2 separate regions of the Rattus norvegicus genome follow, and region 1 is linked to region 2. Evidence: chromatin contacts called from public Hi-C data. All regions are on one chromosome and are shown on one strand. Each heading gives the region's core, a stretch centred on a gene start, on an enhancer-like site or on the middle of the called end of the contact. The rest is flanking DNA. Distances are from core to core; before and after follow the strand shown. Region 1 overlaps Rxra (retinoid X receptor alpha). Region 2 holds the start of Vav2 (vav guanine nucleotide exchange factor 2).

Region 1 (5,823 bases), core at 1,964-4,463, 320 kb after region 2:
AGGAGGAAGTGGGGAGAGGGTGAGTCCCTGAGCTCCTGAAGTCAGAGGTGAGCAGAGCCACCCACCAGTACTCTGGGACAGTGAGGACAGTACACAGACTGAGCTCTTCCCAGGTAAAGGCCAAGTGGAGCACACAGGCAGGCCGTCTAAGTACAGAAAGGTTTGTTGCTGCGTGGGAGACAAAGGCTAACCTCAGCTCACTGCCAAGCTCTCTGCTACAAGCCTCTGACAAGCTAACATATGGGGCCGCTCCACAGGGGAAGGCATTAGGGCTTAGCCTTCCGGGGTCCAATTTTGGGAGGTAGAGCCAGATGCCAGCTTGCAGTGAAGTGATGTACTGGGGGCGTTATACTTCTGTCTTCTGGGGACGCTGGTTGGAAAGGTTCTAGCTTACCCTCATTGTCAAAGGGTGAAGTCTGACCCTTGGTGTCAGGGCTCCTCCTTGCTGCTGAGGTCAGAGAGACTCTGGTTCAAGTGGCTGACACCGGAGTGGAGCCTAGGATTCTTCCAGATTCCGCACATGTCGAGTGGGCTAAGGACATGTGAAGGCCCTTTGGAGGCATCTTGCTGAGGAAAGGTGATATCCGCTTATGGAAAATGACTTCTACCAAGAGGCTTTGTCCCAGGGAAAAGTCTAACCTGGAGCTAAAGGGAACAGCTATGAGTGCAGGGCAACCTGGGCTGGCCACACAGCAGGAGATCTTGTCTCAGCTCTCCTTAGGGTTCCTCCTCTGGGCTCAGATTCCCAAACAGCGCTGGGGTAGTGGAGGACACCATCCTCCACAGAACTGAGCTCATGGCGATGCTTCCTTCCTGTGGACGTGGCCAGGCCCAGTACATCCAGCTATTCCCGGTCTACCCTGGGCTTCATGAATCCAGTGGATCCTCCTTGGTGGGGCCCTGGTAAGGACGTGTCTAACTGGCACTTGCTTTCCCCGCAGGGTGCTAACGGAGCTGGTGTCGAAGATGCGTGACATGCAGATGGACAAGACGGAGCTGGGCTGCTTGCGCGCCATTGTCCTCTTCAACCCTGGTACGGCCCTGCCATCTCCTCTGTGGGCCTTCGGGGCCCAGCGTCCCCATCACAGAAGACACCAATCTCCTGCCTCCACTTGTCTGGAGACTTAATGGAGAGGCTCAAGTGGCACTCTATGAGACTGGAGTGTGCACTTGACATCAGTGCTCTCCGGCTGAGCCTCGCGGGCTCTGCTGTCCACAGTGGTCTTCCGTTAGAGTGAGCTCCCAGGATGGGGTTGGTGGTCAGTCCATCTTGTTAGGTGTCCCGAGGGTGGCTGACATGTCTCAAGCCTTGGTTTGAAGGGCGTTTGGGGGGGTCAGGGTGGAGTAGCCTCTTGAGGACAGCAAGCCCCTTGGTTGGCTCTGGAGCTTCAGTGTGCGGGGCCTCCAAGCTGCTGCTGCCACAAGGCTGAGGCAGTGTCTTCTGTGTGGGACGCTGCATGCGAGGCTGGAGTGTGAGCAGTGGCCCAGGCCCGTGCTCACAGCACTGGGTGGGTGGCAGATGCCACTGGTGGCCAGTTCACATGGGGATGGGAACGCATTAGCAGAGAGTGTGGGATTCTTGCTGAGAAGAAGCTCAGGGATTCAAGGGGTGGCCCATGGACTTGTGGATGCTCTGGCCAGGCTCTAGGAAGCGCTGGGCACTTGCTGCAGCAGGCATTCATGGGCTTCCGTATTTGAAAGTTCATCCCTGTCTGCCTAGGAAGGGGTTGAATGTGGGTTGGGAGCTTGGCTGATGGGGCTCACCAGCCCTGCCCATAGTGAGTAGAAGATATGGGGGGACAGGGACATAGGCTTCCACCCCAGATAGCTCACCAGGCTGTAATTCCTGAGCCAACCTCATAGTTTCCCAGGTTAGGTCTGAGTAGGAGGTATGGCGAACCAGGGACGCTTGGGCCTGGGGCCTCAAGGGGTAGGGAGGGGTAGTCCTGTCAGGACTGGGTCAGTTGAAGGTGTCTTATGTAGTCTAAGCTACCCCCAGCATTCTTACTGGCACAGTGGGCCCTGATGGTGTTGATGACTGTGGTTGTGGCTTTCCTGCAGCCTGTATTGTGGCCAGTGTCTAGGTTCTATGGAGGAGCCTCCCCGACTCATGGTGTGGGGAGATCCTCAGGGAAGGGCTTCCTGTCACTGGGGCCAGGGCCCAAGGGCAGTAAAAGCATTGGCCATGGCCACCTAGAGAAAGGTGGGGAAACTAAGTCCTCTAATGACAAGGTCACTTGACTTTCAAGTGGCCGAGTGGAGCACCCGTCCTCCTGGTTTCGGAGCTCTGGGTCTGCAGGGCAGCCATATCTACTTGTGTAGCATATGCCCTCTCTGCTGGGCTTGCATGTTTGTGGGAGGCGGTCTGGGGGCTCTGACCTGAGGCTGTTTTCCTCTGCAGACTCTAAGGGGCTCTCAAACCCTGCTGAGGTGGAGGCGCTGAGGGAGAAGGTGTATGCATCACTAGAAGCGTACTGCAAACACAAGTACCCTGAGCAGCCGGGCAGGTGAGCTCTACTCCGTCCCCGACAGCCCCCTGCCTCTACACTTGGGCTCAGCCACACCTCTCCAAAGCCCTTCGTATGCCACAGAACTATGCTGTCCTCCTCAAGACCACCCTGGGATGCTTTTTAGGCTTTGAGCAGGAGCGAGGCAGCCCTTGGACTCATGAGCTCTGAGGACAACTCACTTTCCCCTGTAGCCCGTTGAGAGAATCGATCCATTTCCTAGCGCACAGTAGGTCCTTGCTATTCATGACTTCTCTTCTTCACTTGTTCAGTGACCCGGAAATGCCAGCACAGTGCAGGTGCTTTTCAGTTGTTCAGAGTAGGTGTCTGAGGCTGGAGAAAGCATCGTGTCTGCTGGCCTAAGACTGTCATCTAGTCATGTCCAGGTCCAGGGTGCTGGGTGCACAGTCTAGTGTTAGGCACATAGTAGGTGTTCAGGAGGAATGGTGCATTCCAAGGATTCAGTTCTGCCTCTCCCCTTGCAGGCTCTCAGTGTGCAGACTATGTGTGAGAGGGGTAGTGTGAGACGGGCGGTCGGGCACACTAACCCGTCCGTTGCCTGGCACACACATGGTTAACTGTCCACACTGCTGTTTAGCCCTCATCTGGTTTGGTTTAAAGTGAAACTTCCCGGAGGAGGACAGGAGGGTGGCAGCAGCTTGTTTTTCCTGGCTTCCTGCCTTAGCCCATCTCGCCAGCTCAGCAGAAAACAGCCTGTTCTCTGGCGCCTCTCCAGCCGCCAAGCTTCGCCTGTGCCTTTAAACTGAGGACTGTGGGGCAGCCAGCCACAAGGCTTCCTCTCTGGAAATGAAAGACATTGTTAATAATTAATGAGGCCCAGAGCCCCCTCCACTATATAGGGAGGCCCCGAGCAGAGGTCACATGTGGGACCCCAGGTCCTGTCCCCGCACCACACTGTCCTCTCTTGTCTGTCCATCTCCCGTGAGTTCCTAGACTCCTTCCCCATGCCTGTCTGTCTTTTGCCCAGGAAACGCTCCAGGGGTAGAGGAACCCCAAGGCCTCTCCAGTCCTCCCCAGGGAAGTGCTCCTGCTGGAGCACGGAATTCCCCAGTCACTGCTGGCTCTCCCTTCAGCAGGGGTCTCCACCCTGTGGCTTGTCAGTCACCCCATGCGTATTACTAAGGCTGCCCACAGATCTTTCTGATGCATCTTCCAGGACACGCCCCACTGCCCCTATAGGCACAGCTGCTCTTGCAGAGGCCTCTCCAATGCACAGAGAGACACTCATGCCCTTGCCTGCTGACATCTCTGTTGAGGCTCTCCTTGCCCATGGAGCAAGCCCACACTTGTAACTGCTCTCCTAAACCCTGTTGGGCCTGTCCTGGCCAACAGTAGTCTTACCATTGGCTCTTCCTTTCATTTCAGGGCCTTATGTACCTACCTCACCTTACCGCACCCCTACCTCACCCCTGCTGCACCCCTGCTACATCCCTGCCACACCCCTGCCCCTTGTCCTCTTTTGTCTCCAAGGAGCCTCCTTTTTCTAGTTCCCCACTTCTTCCAGAAGGATCAACGTAGGCAGCTTCCTCTGCAGACCAGACTCAGGTCCCAGGCACTGGGCTCGGCTGGTCTCCAGGGAAGCTACGAGTCACCGAGTAGAGCAGGGAGCACTCCCCGCCTCCTGACCTGTCCTCACTCTCTACCATCCTGCAGGTTTGCCAAGCTGCTGCTCCGGCTGCCTGCACTGCGATCCATTGGGCTCAAGTGCCTGGAGCACCTGTTCTTCTTCAAGCTCATCGGGGATACACCCATCGACACTTTCCTCATGGAGATGCTGGAGGCCCCACATCAAACCACCTAGGCCCCGTCACCCATGTGCCGGTCCCTTGCCCCGCCTGGACACAGCTGCTCAGCTCCAGCCCTGTCCCTGCCCTTTCTGATGGCCTGTGTGGATCTTTGGGGTGCAGCGTCCCCATGGTCCCAAAAGATGCATCACCATCCTCGCCATCATCATTAATGCTTGCCTTTGGCCCAGGGCCGTGGCAGAGCTGGCGTGACACCTACCCAGCCCCCTGCCCTACACCAGGCTCTAAGGCTGGTCACCCTGAGGGTCTTGGGGTACTTCGTGGGGTCTTCAGCACCTGGAGCTGCAGGAGCTGGGAGAGGGGCTTGTTCTGGTTGCTGGTTGCTGTCGCTGGTTCTCGACATGCCCGCGTGGCACCTCTGTTTGGAGTACCCCATCTTTGCCCGTGCAGAGTCCTGGTACCCAGCTAAGGGTGGGAAAGGGAGCAGGTGGGGCAGGTCATATCCTCCTGGATCATAGCTAACCTTTAAGCCTGTTTCCAAAGATACCCTGGGCTATCACCCCGAGCAGGATTCTGGGACCACCTCAAGGCCGCGTGGGCTGGAGGTCCGCTGTCATGTTCCCCAGTTCCTTCTTATGTCATCGTTCTCCCGTCCTGTCTCACCAACCGGGGTTAGCCAACTGAGTAGCCTGCCTTTTCCCTATCACAGATCTTCCTTTCTGGTCTGCAAGGTGGCACCATGGGTCCTCCTGGAGGGCTGCCCTGGCTTACGTAGAATGGGGTTTCCACCTCAGTGGTCCTGTGGGACACTGGACATCCTGAGGCTCAGGGAGGAGAGGAGGGCTGTTGTCTGGTTTTTGGAGAGGGGGGCCTGAGGGGCTTGGAGGTGAACCGGGCAGACATGGCAGGTCTGTCGGGTGCGGCTGACTCAGCAGGCTCTGTGTGGGACTCTAGCATGGGCCCTTCCTTGGACTGGCCGCTTCTGTTAGAATCCCGACAGGGACTTCCTGGGACTGCCGCGGTATGGTGGTGCCTGTGGACATTGTCCAGAACCTTACCCAGGGGCTCTATGTGTCAGACCTGCTTAGACTTCAGCCCTGTCTCGTGTGGCTCTGAGTGTGCCTCTCCCGTTGACCGGCCGGGTTTGCACTGTGGGGCCTCCTTGGGTACCAGTCTTCATGATCTAGTCTCAGACTGCAGGGCCCGGGTTTGTCAGGCACAGGTGCCTTAGTGATTATGGCCATACTGCGTCCCCACAGCTGGTCTCCCATTGGTGTGTGGGGTGGGAGGAAGGCCCTCATGAAACAGGCCATGTAGGGGATTGGACCTCGAGGTGGTGGGTGGGAGGATCCAGCTTCCTGGTGGGGAAGAACACATTGATTTCTCGCCTTTTTAAAATCCCAAAACCATAGCCAGCAGAGGCACCTATAAAAGTTTCCAGAAACACCTTCCCTGCACCCTTCTCTCCACGTAGTGGCATGGGAGATGTCTGTGAGAGACATCACAGTTCCCGGAGTCAGCCAGCTGCTCCTCTCCTAGGCTTTCCTAGA
Region 2 (6,038 bases), core at 3,454-5,953:
TATACAACTTGGCCGTGACTTGGAGCCATTCTCAGATTGTAAAACTGCCTGGCTGGACAGAAGGCTTCCCTGGTTAAGCAGCACTTGCTGTTTTTCCAGAGGACCCAAGCTTGGTTCCCAGCACCCACATCCGACAGCTCACAATTGGCTGTAACCCCAGCTCCGAAGGATCGAATACTCTGTTCTGAACTCCAGGGTATCTGTACGTCCGTTCTCTCTCTCCTCTCTTTCTCTCTCTCCTCTCTTTCTCTCTCTCTCTCTCTCTCTCTCACTCTCTCTCACACACAGACACACAGACACACACACACACACACACACACACACACACACACACGATCACAAATAAACCTTTTAAAACTGCCTGGCTTCCCTGAGAATTAGCTTTCCTTTCTCTGCTTCCCAAATCCCACGTCTTTCTGGAACCTCAGCCTCTCCAACAGAATCCCCACACAGACACTGAAGGAACTGGGTACCCATCCAACGGTTTCTTTCTCATCAAAAAACATTCCGTCCATACCCACTGGCTTCCCTTGCTTGCCGGGGCTTTATGAGAGCATTGGCCAGTGTGCTCCGCTCCTGTTCCTCCCCAGCCTGTGATTAGAAAGAAAGAACATTGCTCTGCATGGGAAGCCAGGCTGCAGGGAACCGGAGAGGACGTAGTCCTGCTTGAAGAGGCTCACGTCCTTAAGGACCCACAACCACCCTTGGACTGGCTGAATGAATGATCTAAATCCCCTAGGGTCTGAGTCCAAGTGAGCAGGCAGCAAGCAGTATGTATTGAAACAACGCTAGATGCACACTAGAGCAGCGCTAGCCCAAAACGAGACTCAGGACAGAAGAGAGCAGTCAGAGGAAGCTTCCTAGAGAAGGAAGAGGCCCCAAGCCAGCTGACAAAGAACCAGGCTGGAAGGTGGTTGATTAAGTAAAGTGTGTGGTGGGCACAAGAGGAAAAACCATGGGGTGGAGGAGACAAAGTACCAGGCCAGGAGGCGGGGGAAGAAGAGGAACGTGGAGGGCATGGAGGTCCCATGGAGGCAAACCCTGGTGATCCAGGTATTCAGAGATCTATGCTGCCTCCCTGCAGCAGATAGACCACTGATGTCCTGAAGAGAGAAGGCCACCGGAGTGCTATAAACGTAACAGAGCCAAGTGAAAGAGACCCCCTCCTTAAGTGGCCTCCCCAGAGCAAACATGGAGTCTGTCAGCTGGCATGGTACCCTTGTGAACTCTTCTTAACTGTAGCCACTTCAACTCCATAGGTCCCTTCTCAGGATCAATAATTAGTGAGTAGACCTAATTAGCTTACTTAAACCCAACGCGGCTTCCAGGTATTGGAGCGCAAAGTACATTCTATCCTGCCCACTCAAGAGGGCACAACAAAGCAGGTAGTCAGTATCTCTCCATGATCACCAATGCCCAAGAGATTGCCAGGCCTGGTGTAGTGGTGCATTCTTTTAATCTCAGCACGTGGGAGGTAGGGACAGGGAGGTCTCTGAGAATTCCAGGTCAGCCTGGGCTATGTAGCAAGTTCTATCCAGTCAGGGTTACAGTCAGACCCTGTCTCAAAATAAAAATTTTTTAAAAAATCAATAAATAAAAGGTTTCCCATTATGCTCCCCTAGAACCAATAGCCCAGCTAGCATAACTCAAGATGGGAGGGGACCTCTGAGTCCTGAAGGTTTACCAGGAAGCCATGTTGTGGCCTTCAAGGATCAGGGGATACCAGAGGCCAGTGAGCTGGACATGCTGTGGCACACCGAAAATGGGGAGGAAGAAAACGGTCTCTCGTTCCTTGCCAAATGGATCCAGGTGTCCGGGGAAACCAGACGGGCACCCACTATCACCCCAGAAAGCCCACACACAGGTCCCACGGAAGTAAGCAAGACCGCAGGGCAGCTGAGGTAAGTCCTTTGAATTCACCATTTCTTTAGAAAGATGTCCAGGCACAAGCTAGTTTAAGCCACTTACTGCCAGGAGACCTGGGCTACATCTAGGGCACATCTGTGGTACACTCTAAGCTTTAACTGTTGGCTACAGATCAGAGGTGGCAGGCCACTCCACAAATTGTGCCTAGCCCAAGGCAGCCCAAGAAAGAAAGGGCAGTTGTGATTTCTTCTGTGTTCCAGTCACCACAAACCAGAGTGACACCACCTCCCCCCATATTAGAAATGTGAGCTTCCTGTAGCACAGAGCAAGCACCTAGAGAGAAAAGTCTCTCCCCAGACCCTGCACAGACAGCTCTGGAAACAACCTGAGGTTCAGGGAGCACCTGCTTTGTAGAGACCATGGGACAGCAGACAGCCTACACAAGATGACAAGCAAGAGCATAGACCTGTGCTGGTGTCATTAATCCCGGCTGTTAAACCCTAGAAGTCTCCAGGTTCCAGGGGTTGAACCCTGAAACCTGCTGAAGCCAGCACCCTTCATCCCATCCGGACCAAACCACAGGGACCAGCTCCTCCCAATATCCCTGCCAATCAGTCTCACCCTCTTAACCCAACCCCACCCCCAATCCCCTCAAGCCTCCAGGCCCAGCAACAGAACCTGCCAGAAGCAAGCCATCTTAGCCTCTAGTTCAGTGAAGGCCCATAGGGAGAAGGGGAGTCAAGAACCAGCTATGTGTAAGAATTGCCCCCTTCCCTTTCTCTAGCCAGGAAAGAGGTTAAGAACTCCTCAGCCTCCCAGCCCCAACTTTGGGGAGGAGGGTCACACTTCCAGATCTGTGAAAGACCTCCCTACAGCAATCATTTAAGCGTGCCACTTGGGCACACTGTCACTCAGGTTTTGCAGGGCTCCAGCTGCAAGAGAGACCCCGAAGCTCTCTGGCTCTCTGGGCTGGTGGGGTATTGCTATTAAGTATGAGAACAACACCCTCTCTTTCCCTCCAGGGTCTCTCCTTTGTCAAACGGGAAACGGGCTGGCCTCATCTCTATGGGAAGGCAGACACAGCCAAAGGGCAGAGGCTTTGGGGGGAGGGGTGAAACCAGCCAGAATATTAGGATTAGTGACTCTCACAGAGTCACCGCATTTCCCACAGTAGTCCTAGAAGAGAATTCCCGGCGTCCACTAGGAGTTTCGAAGTGGGCGGGTCGCACCTGTACAGTACCCGGCTGAACCAGAGCTGCCTAACTCTTCTCTCCGCCTCCCAAATCCCTTTAAAGAGCGATCGGGCCGGGGATCCAGGACCCCCGAAGGGCGGGCCACATGCCTCGAATTTGCTTAACTCTCCGCCAAGTTCCCTTCAAGGGGCCAAGAAAAGCAGCTTCAGCAAGCAGAGCGGACATTTTCCTGCCCTGCCCTGCCCTGCCCTGCCCTGCGGCCACACGCGTGCCTCGGCCTCCACAAAGGCTACACTGGAGCGACGACCGAAATGGGGGAGGTGAGGAGGCGAAGGGTACTCTAGCCCAGAACCCCTGCAGGAAGGCCTCGGAGGCAGCTGGTCCTGGGCTGGGGTCCGGGAGGAGGCGCAGGCCAGAGAGGGGGCGGCGCCGGGCCCTCCAGCTCCCTTCGACAGGAGCACCCGGCCGGGCCCGGCCCCTCCGCGGAGCTGCGGGTAAACGTAGCCACGACTCCATCTCATCCTCCACTGGCTCCAGTTCATCCTCCACGGGCTCCGGCCGCCCGGCGCGCAGCCCGAGGACACGGCCCCCAGCGTGGCACGCGCCGGGTTGGAAGGGACACTCAGGGACCCCGGCCTGGGCACGAGACTGCATCGCTGGGCTCCACACCGAAGCTGGAGTCGCCCTCCACCAGGCAGCCGTAGACTGGGGAGCCGGCGAACAAAACGATCCCCGCGGCGGTGGTGGCGCGCCCTAGGCTTGGGGGACTTTAGCCAACTTCGCGCCTTCGGGGACCGCCGCTCTCTAGAGCGGGAAGCGGAGACCGGGATGTGCCCTGCTCTGCACTGACCCCTGAGTCAGCCGCTCCGGCCAGGGTGGGACCTGGGCCTCCTAAGGCCCGCGCTCCAGTCAATGCGCCCTTCAGGTCGCACACTCAATTCCCTCCTGCAGTGCCGGGACTCTCACCTGGGACATCTGCGGCCGGAAGTTGATGTCCTTAAGGTCGATGGAGCCGGGGGAGAGGTTGTGCAGCAGCTGGCACAGAAGGACGCCGTCGCGCAGCGCCTGCGCCAGGTCGAAGACCACCGCCGAGGGCCACACGACGCGGTGGTTGGGCGGCAGGACCTTGCAGTCAATGAGCCAGCGGCCGCATTGCCGCCACTGCTCCATGGCGCCCGCGGCGCCCGTGCGCTCGCCGCCGCGGCCGCTGGGCCAGCTGGCTCAGGGCAGCGCTCCGGCCAAAGTGCGGTGACCGCGGAGCATCCCGACCGCCCGCGCGGGGCTCGGCCGCCGGGGCGGGGCTTCGCGCAGGCGGCCCCGGGTCCCCGCTGCGCGGCCACACGGCCCTCCTCTTCCTCCTCCTCCTCCTCGGGCTACTAGCGGGCCGCGGCTCCCGCCCACGTGCGGCCACTAGGCGCTCTCGGGGCAGTGTGCCGGGTCCCCCCTTCACACACACAAGTGCGCTCGGGCTCCGGCCCGGGCTCCACACCTCCTGCCGCCGCAGCGCTCTTCGATCCGCCCCTCTGGGCGCCGCATTCTGCGTTCGGGGCGCCCCGCTCCGGCCGCCGCTCCTGCCCCACCCGAGACAAAGGCGCAGCGGGTCGCTCGGTCCCTGCGTCCGGCGCCTGAGCTACTCGCCCCACCGTCGCTTTGTTCGCCGGGCCCGCGGGCTCTACGCTACTCGCGGGGCACTGGGACTCCGAGGCTCCGCGGCTCCAGGCGCTGGGGGTGCAGGGGGCGCGGCCATGGCCGGGCGGGGCCGGGGGCGGAGCTGGCACCTTCACCCGGCACCTCCCCGGCGACCCAAGCACCGCCTCCAGCCCGTCCTCCCACTTCCTGCCCCTGGGCCGCCAGCGAAAGTTGAGGAAGGCGGGGCTCCTGAGCAGGCTCCCGGCCGGCGACTTTCCCTTAGGTGCACGTGGAGGCTGGAGGTCTTTCTTGCGGAGCGATGAGGCCGCCGCACCCCTGAAGAGACTAGAAGGTGGCCGCTGTAACGCTGGGTGCCCTTGTAGGGTCCTTTGGTAAAGACAGACCCCGGAACGCGTACCAGACTGGCCTACACACCCCTATGGACGTATCAATCGGATTGATGGGCTCAGGTCTTCCAGAGCCCACTTCCAGTCTTCTGTCCTTGCCAGGGTCCGCAAGATAACGGAGAGAAAATCCTTCACAGGCAGCCCCCTTGATTGTCTAATGGGAGGTGCTGGAGGGATGGACAGTGTTGTGTCCTGAGGACATTGTGACAGTGAGTGGGACTTCAAAAGCATAAATAACTGATTTTGCGATTGAAATTAGTTTACTCTGGACTGTGTATCAGAAGCTGTGGGTTCTTGGTAAAGGGAACCCCATAAAGCCAAGCCTTTTCTGAGATTAGTGTCATGAAAAGGATCTGGAAGAAAGGAAAGTGACCAGTCGATCTTTTGTGCACAGCGTTGTGTCAGCCCCTGCCTCTCCCAGTTTACCTGGTCCAGGGAAGGATGACAGGCCATACCTCAACGCACACACTAAGTCTATCCCCTGCACCCAGGGGAGTCCCTCCCAAAAAGGCCTCTCTCCAGGAAGCCTCTCACCCCTTCCCCACCTAAGGAGGAAATCAGGAGAGGAGCCAGGTGAAGCCAGGCTCAATGACAGGTGAGCCTTCAGCTCCTGCCGCTTCACCTCGGAATAGCCTCAGAGGAAGGTCCTCCTGCAGAGACGGGGGTTATATCATCCAAAGCACCGGGCCACAGGCAGACCCTCCAGCATCTCCCTAAGAGTCATTCAACACCATGCACCATAGTGGGAAAAGAAGGAAAGGATTTTGCAAAGCTGACAGCAAAGCGCCCAGCTAATGCTGCTGCATCCACGTCTTGGTGTCTGTACCTAGGGGGCTCTCTCACAGAAAAATGGACTCTGTCCTCCCACCCCTCAACCTTATAGCCTCATCAGAAACTCACCAAGACAAGACCAGGTCTGGGACGAACTAATTTTGCCATCCAA

Evidence for each region. A called contact is a pair of places that touch in the nucleus more often than the background predicts.
Region 1: a contact with region 2 is called in a Hi-C map of frontal cortex, with 2.5 times the contacts expected there. The contact joins the enhancer-like site here to the promoter of Vav2 in region 2. A contact is called at or near these places in 2 of 12 Hi-C or Micro-C datasets (frontal cortex and mammary epithelial cells).

Annotation. Positions count from the first base shown.
Region 1 is chr3:31,466,883-31,472,705 of GRCr8, forward strand. Rxra (retinoid X receptor alpha) reads left to right here. Exons shown (of 10, transcript NM_012805.3): 8 at 942-1,033; 9 at 2,402-2,507; 10 at 4,182-4,883. The coding sequence ends at 4,329. Among named protein-coding and RNA genes, the nearest start is that of Rxra, 82 kb to the left of the region's middle. Within about 2 kb of position 3,214, at least 60 of the 93 cell types and tissues checked have an H3K27ac peak or open chromatin away from gene starts, as enhancers often do.
Region 2 is chr3:31,147,413-31,153,450 of GRCr8, forward strand. Vav2 (vav guanine nucleotide exchange factor 2) reads right to left here and starts at 4,704. Exons shown (of 28, transcript NM_001106563.2): 1 at 4,026-4,704. The coding sequence starts at 4,229.